Linked DNA regions of Anas platyrhynchos: region 2 is linked to region 1. A link is a contact called in public Hi-C data. All regions are on one chromosome and are shown on one strand. Each heading gives the region's core, a stretch centred on a gene start, on an enhancer-like site or on the middle of the called end of the contact. The rest is flanking DNA. Distances are from core to core; before and after follow the strand shown. Region 1 overlaps LOC110352057 (a long non-coding RNA gene). Region 2 has its middle 38 kb from the start of HLF.

Region 1 (3,876 bases), core at 95-2,594:
AGAAAGAGAAAGGATGTCTGGAAAGGCAAAGCACTGTGGTTCCTTCTAATGATTTCATTTTTATTCCAAAGAGTCTGTGTCACCGTTCCTTTCCAACCCCAATAGCCTCAGAAAACCCAGAGCCCTGAGCTCTCAAGGGACAGTGAAGTTTTTGGTCCCCGAGCAGTAGGCTGAACTGCATTTATTAATCTCTAGTCTGTGTCACCAGGGACCCTAACGTTAGGTACTGTAATTAGTCACCGTGGGGGTTACAAATTCCAAGTCAAAGACAAGTGTACATAATTGATGTCATGGCATGAAGAGGAGCTGACGAGCCCATTAAGAAAGCTGCCTGTCACTCTCAGAACATACTGTTCCTCCACATTAACTACAGGAGTGTTGTAAATGATAAAGATGCAGAGAAACAGGAAATAGGACACCTGCTGTGTTAAAGAATGACTGTCGTGTTGTTGGCTATTTGGAAGATGCAGCTAAAAGGAATCATCTTGTTAAAGGCAAATGTGTAGATGCAATTAATCTCATCTTGTTCATGTGTAGTCACTTCAAGCTAAGTTCTCAAAAATATGTTTGTGCTTAACTAGTTTTGATTTTATATGCTGAAGCAGCACAAAAGTAGCATAGTAATATAGGCTACCTTGTTCCAATAACTATTTAGGTCCCTGCAGTAAATGATATAAGAAAACAAAAATCAGCAGTAAATGCACACCAAGTGGGAAGTCCCGTGGCTGGCTGAAGATAACGGAAAAGCCTGTTTCACTGCTGTGCTCAGAGATTTTGCTACAAAGCTCTGGCGTTTATTTCAGTCAAGGTTTGTTATCATTGCTTGTCCCGACTGTCACCTATACACAAATTAACCTACTCACAAGTGAATACAGTGTCAGGGAAGTAAGGGAAAAGGCCTCTAACTTCAGCATGTTCAGAAAATATAGTTTCCCTCTTACAAGAAAACTGCTTAGCCTGCAGGAATGAAGTTTTGCCACAGCACAGGAGGGTTCTACAAGAGGACTCCCCCAGGTGAGGGACAATACTTTGCACAGAGGTGAGCAGCACAGCAGGGTAATTAGCTGTGTGGTTTCTGCTGTGGCTGGGAGAAATGGCCGCTCTCCAAGTATGGAGAAATTGTGGCTGCTACAGCCAAATTGGAATGGCAAGTTGGGGCACTGGGTGCAGCTGGGAGTGCAGACTGTGGGATGCAGCCCTGTGGTCAGGGCATCTCATCCTTGAACCCACAGCACATGAGGTCTGGTTCCTGGAGAGGAACATTACCAGGTACATTCCTCCTTGCTCTAACACCTTTCAGCTTATCGTAGTGGAGAGTGCTCATTCCAAAAAAAAGCATAGGTAGTGACAGGTTCTGATTCTGGGTGGGAGCGTTAAATGAGTAGAGGTGAGCAGAGATACCACAGAAATGCTTCTAATTCCTTATTAACACCGAGAGCACTGCCCAGCCTCCTGGACACTTTCAGTACTGACTGCCTTTAGTAGTTATTCACGGTACTGATACCAATGCAACATCTATCTGCAGCTCTCAATTTTCCCTGTCACCTACCATGTTTTCAAGGGAAAAACTGCATCTCTGGCACCTCCCGAACAGGAAAATTGAGTCTGCGGTAATCCCAAGTATCTGTGATAAGAAGCTCGGCTCTGCCATGAAGGCCGAAGGTTTTGAGAGCAGGGAAGGACAGCGAGTCAGCTGGATGTACGTGCATTATGCCATGTCCCTGCCAGGGCTGGAGCCTAATTGGATTGCACAAATGCGACTTCTGTGTCTCTTGATCACAAAACCAAATTAAACCTCAAGAACTTTCAAACAAATCCCTACCTGAAAGTTTGCCTTGAAAAGAAAGTGCTGATAGCTGGTATCATTTCAGCTTTTCCTCTCCCCCAGAATGAGAGTAAAATGAAAACTCCAAACTAAAACTATTGCTTTAAGGCAAATCAGAAGAGAAGCAAAGCAAAGCACGAGCAGCAAATCTACAGAACTCCTGGGTGCACTGAACAAAATCAGCCGTGTGGTAATGATGGGATTTTCTAGAAGACCTTTTAGGCATGCAACTTCTGTATTAATCTATTCAGAATTCCCTAGAACATCTGTTTCTTCTCTAAAATGAGAATAACAGCCACTTTTTACAGTGCAATGACAGCTACAGATGAAAGCATGGTAATTACCACTAGTGACTGCTGCCTAACATATTTTCTTGCAAGTTTCTCTGTCAAGACTTTTTTTTTTTAATCTACATGCGGATTCTGGATAAGAACCTCAGCCATGATAGCCCCAGTTCATGCAATTTTGGGAGGGAGGGGGGATTAACAGTGAAGCCTCTTGAATCCAGGTCACAAGTAGGCTCCCCCTGTCCAGATGTTTGTGCGTGATTCAGGGTGCAGAGAAGATGATGGCTGCTGGCAGGCTGCCCCTGGGGCCACGCCGGCAGTGGCTCAGGGTCTCCAGGGTAGCCTCTGCTGCATTCACAGCAAGGCCAGGACTCGTGAGGACACCCCAGTTCCTCTGCAGTGTGAGGCAAGGAAACGTTGCCCTCATTGTGCAAACAGCAAGGCACATGAAGTCACTAAACCTGATTAGTTTGGTATGATCCCAGCGTTCAGGCAAAAGCTTGCCTCTTGAATAACCATGTGAGCACACCACTGCGGGTTCACTTGGCACCAGGCTGTTCTGATCTTTATGCAGCCACATGAGCAGCTGTAAGACAGGGCCCAAAAAGCCAAGGGACAGGGAAACATGGAAAACTTTCAGCAGAGCAAAATCCTGCTGTAGGAAACCTGGCTGACATCTCTGTGTGCAGCAGGGAATGGCAGCTATTGGAGCAGAAAGAAACCCCACGCCTGAATGAAAGCGAAGAGACCTCGGGGAGGCCCCAGCTCTGGGTGTGCAGGGCCAACAGGGCTGGGCTGTTGGGGGCCACATGGAGCTCGGTGCCACGTTCTCCTGCCAGGGCCCAACAGCTCCTGCCCTGCAGCACCCACCGCCTGGAGACAAGAGAAATCAGACAGCATTTTGTAATTTTGAGAGGAACTCCTCCAAATATTGGGAAAAAAATCACACCTCCTGTTACCTAGCATAAAAATGGAAAGCTTAAAATTATCTTTTTTTTCGGCAGTTGATTTGTAGATTCTCATTGGTGCTGTCTGTGCTGATTCCCAGTCATAAGGCTGTCTCTGAGTGCTGAAATATGTGCTCTCTGAATGAACCAAAAGTGCAAAGTTTTGCATTTGTAACTGCAACGTGTGTTAGAGCTACAAAATCCTAGCCCAGAAACTCATGCGTATTTTACTTCCTATTAAAATTTACAAGCAACTTTAGAGGACAGGAAAGTTCATATTTATAATAAAGCCAGCATTACCTTTTCAGAAAAGACGGATCCTTTTCTGACATGTATGGCAGAAACACAGTGTTTCCACAGATGTCTTTGATTTTAAAAACCAGTCTGCGTGGCAGTGAGGTACGGTACCAGAGAAACTTCAACAGCCCAGTGAGAGTGAACTGTTTCAGCAGAGATTACTTATGAGCTACTAATCTTACCATAATCTTGCTTTTGACTGGCTTCCAGAGGACCTTGGTGCAACTCATAAGTAAACCGTGCTTACCTACCAGTAACCCCAAGCAATCAGTGCTTTCTTACGGGCAGCATCCTGCACAGATTTCCTGTTCAAGCCGTCTGACACACAGCCTAGGGAGTGCTTCCACCTCCCTCTGATGGGCTGAGGATGGCTCAGCCCTGGAGAAGTGTTCGATGCCTGGCAGGATTGAACCCTCTTGCCCTGGCAGACCTCTTGGATCAGGTTTCCTGCAAGGAGCAGTTATCAGACAATTTGTCTGTGCTAGCAAAGTGCAGCAACCTGTAGCATCCAAGATCAATA
Region 2 (3,682 bases), core at 729-3,228, 51 kb after region 1:
TATGTAAAAGTTTGGGTTTCAAATGTATCTTATGCACAAAATGTACTTTAATAATTCATAAAAACATCTATATAGATAAAAGTTTAATAATTTTCATATAAGTTATTTAGCAGAATTTACTTTAAAAAGACCAGTTTTTTATATCTATATATACACATGCATAGTAGATTTTATTAATACAAAGATCCATCTATTGATCAAGATACAGAAAAAATAATGCACAAACTTTATTTGTTCCAGTACACACGTGCACATTCACACTCTATCTCACCCCTGTGTGTATGTATCCACCTATATAGCAGTATGTTCATATAGCTAAATATAGGTATAGATTCCATGGTTATATTTTCATATAGTATACTTAGTAGAATTTACTTGATTAATACAGGTTTATATATACAGCAATACATATTTACAAAGATTTTTTAAAACTGCTATAAAGGCTTGCTTTTACTACGTATGTTATGGACAATATGTGCTTGCTATACTAAATACACACATGCACTTACACTCTCACCTCCACCTCCCACTCTGTGTGTGCATTCACATGCACCCTCCCATATATATGTCTATCTACATACATATAAATTTTTCATATTGTGTGTTTAACACATTATAATAATAATTATTATAATACTACATTAATATATTTCATTACTATAAAGGTTGATTTTACTATATATGTTACATATTATGCACTAAATAGTGTATGTGCTGGCTGAAGCCCCATCCAACCTGGCCTTGAGCACTTCCAGGGAAGGGAACATCCACAACTCCTCTGGGCAGCCAGTGCCAAGGCCTCACCGCACCTTGAGTGAATAATTTATTCTTTTTATCTCATCTAAACCTACCCTTTTTAGTTTAAAGCCTTTAACCCTTGTCCTGTCACTGCACACCCTGATAAAGAGTCAGTCTCTCCTCATCTTTCCTATCGGCCCCCTTTAAATACTGGAAGGAAATATTATGTGTTATAGATGGATAATACAGACTGTAGGGCTAAATAAAACACATTTTAAATATGCATACATATGCGTATATTATATATTGTATATGAAGTATGTGTGCACACAGAAAGATGTGTACAGACACATTTGTAACAAGAATGATCCTGACCCCGCTGTGTCCCTGGTGCCATGAGGCCTGGGCCTGCCCACCCCTATGGCCGTGTTCTGCGGCCTGTGTCCTGGTTGCCTTTAACAACATCACACCCTGTGCTGCCTCTGCCAGCTGCAGTGCCCCCAGAAGCACCTCTGGCAGCCTGTTGATGGGCTGCTTCAGGTTTTTAAGCAAAAACAGGGCCTGTGCTCAGTGTGTGGCCTTTGGCCAGCGCAGCTGAATCCACACCCATGCCGGCGCAGAGGCCACATCTCCGCAATGCCCGGCTGCTGGCAGCCTGGCTCTTCCCCACAGAACTACAGCTTTGTCTGCTATTTTTAGGGGATTTCAGCCTTTTTCTGAGGAACACCTGCTACCTCAGGGTGCCACCAAGGCTCCACTTCAGCTAAAGCTGTCCTTACCGCCTCCTCCTTGCCCAGCAAGACGCATGGCACTCGACAGCCTCCTCCTCTCTGGGAAAGAGGGCATCTAAAAGCAGCGCCACGAACTAATTAATGCCTGTCGTTGAATGCAGCGAGTCTGGGGGTGGGCAGCTGAGCCCCGGGGCTGAGCTGGACATGGCCGCTGTGTGCCATCAGTTAAACCTCCTGCACCTCCAGCCCAGCACCTCGCAGCTCCCATCTGCCGGTGCCTGGTGCCCTCTGGAGGACACCGGAGACCTCACCACGGCCATGGCCAGCCGCAGCCGCCGTTTCAGGGACACAAAAGCCCCACGAAAGCACGAAATACAACGTATTTATAAAAATAGCTTCCAGAAAGAGCCCACAGGCAAGAAACTACGGCACTGTAACCTCAGCACTGAGCACTGGGTCCTGCACTGCCTTATGAAAAGAGTCCTGGCTCTGTCACACTTTGTGTTAGCTGCAGTTCAAGCCTAGTTGTGTTGCTGGGCTCAGGCAGCTTTGCTCTGCCTCTGGACACACAGGTCAGGGCTCGGCTTGCTGCATGACAAGGCTGGGCTGGGGTTTGTGTTGCCCCAGCCACCATTAGCAGGGCGCAGTGACCTGGGTGAGCTCTTTCTGCTCATCCTCTTCCCCAAAGCACATAAGATATAAAATAAATACGACTTTACCAGGAGCAAAGAACACGTCTTGGATCAGCAGCATCAACAGGGGTTGGACTCGATGATCCTTGTGGGCCCCTTCCAACTCAGGATGTTCTGTGCTTCCACGATCCTATTAACACAAGGGTGTCACTTATTTACAGTGTTTTAAGCTCTTCTTGCTGGCAAGGAGGCAATGATGGCTTTGGAGGCCTGGGGGGTCTAATGCTGACAGGGCTTAGCAGCCATTTTAGTGCCCTGCTCAGTGTGCGAGCACTCCTTGCAGCCCTGCCATCACTGGGGTACCCAAGGGTGCCCTGTAGTCTTTTTCTTTTTTTTTTTTTTTTTAACTCAAGCCCCACGTTTCATGAAACCTGTAGGAATTTAAAAGCTTTGAGAGTTTTTTAACCCTCTATTAAGCTTCTTCAGCTGCTTAAAAAGCATTACTCTGGAGGGAAATAAACAGATAGTGCATGCCTGGCAGCTGTGTTTTCCACAGCAAGACAGACCTGAAAGGAGAAAGAGAAAGAGAAGAAAAAGAAAAAGGAAAAGGAAAAGGAAAAGGAAAAGGAAAAGGAAAAGGAAAAGGAAAAGGAAAAGGAAGGGAAAAAAAAAAAAAAAAAAGGAAAAGGAAAAAGAACAGAGCCTTAAATATGACCTCTCAGTTTCTGCTGCATTTTTGCTTTTCATTTCTACATACAACCATACTGCAAATGTGAGTGTGCATGGGAGAAATGGGAGATACCATGGGTGTGAATACAGAGCTGCATTTCACCGCCAGCTACAGAGAAGCCTCTTGAACTGCAGCTGTATCGCCACAAGCCCTCAGTCTCTGCTGCAGGGGAGCTCACAGCTCCAGAGCCGTGTGCTTGGCTGGGGATGCCAGGCCCCATCCTGCAGCACTGGACCCTGCCAGCTCCAACACAAGGGGTCACGCACGAGCCATGCTCAGCTCCTGAGAGCTGGGCTCAGCTCCAAACCGCCTTTTTTTTTTTTTTTTTTTTTTCCCCTTTTCTCTTTATGACTATCATCTCCCTAATATATTTCTCTCTCTGCGGTGCTGCAGCAGGACAAGGGAGCCTGTGAAAATGTAAGGCCAGGGTCTCACCAGTCCTGGTGGTGAGGAGCTGCAGGGCCAAAGGCCAGAAAGTCACCAGTGCAGGGGGACAAAGACAGTACCACCACATCAACACTACAGCTTTGTCCTGTACTCGGCCTGACAGCACTGGGACCCTCCTGAAGCACAGGCACTGTGCTCCCCGCCTTCATCTGAACCAGGAAGCCCAGGCTTCAGCAAGGCACAGAGACAAAGGAGCATTTAGCAGGAGATGGCCACGGGTGGGACGGCCACTGCCCGCTCCTGGCGCAGATGGGTCCTGAGGTCAGGTCTACAGCACCAGCTGGCACGCGACGGCCCCCTGCACGCACCCCAGGTAATGTGGCTTGCCTTCCTGGGCTGGTAGATGCTGGTATTGCTCACTTAATTTCTATCTAGGTTCTTGTAGCACACTTACATTAAGCACA

The links. A called contact is a pair of places that touch in the nucleus more often than the background predicts.
Region 2: a Hi-C map of skeletal muscle shows a contact between it and region 1, with 1.7 times the contacts expected there. The contact joins two enhancer-like sites. A contact is called at or near these places in 2 of 8 Hi-C or Micro-C datasets (skeletal muscle and subcutaneous adipose tissue).

Annotation. Positions count from the first base shown.
Region 1 is chr19:5,438,312-5,442,187 of IASCAAS_PekinDuck_T2T, forward strand. All of the region lies in intron 2 of LOC110352057 (a long non-coding RNA gene), which reads right to left. It overlaps LOC106015891 (a long non-coding RNA gene), which reads left to right. Exons shown (of 5, transcript XR_005260070.2): 2 at 656-3,876. Among named protein-coding and RNA genes, the nearest start is that of HLF, 12 kb to the right of the region's middle. Within about 2 kb of position 1,345, at least 1 of the 8 cell types and tissues checked has an H3K27ac peak or open chromatin away from gene starts, as enhancers often do.
Region 2 is chr19:5,488,458-5,492,139 of IASCAAS_PekinDuck_T2T, forward strand. No RefSeq gene overlaps it. Among named protein-coding and RNA genes, the nearest start is that of HLF, 38 kb to the left of the region's middle. Within about 2 kb of position 1,979, at least 3 of the 8 cell types and tissues checked have an H3K27ac peak or open chromatin away from gene starts, as enhancers often do.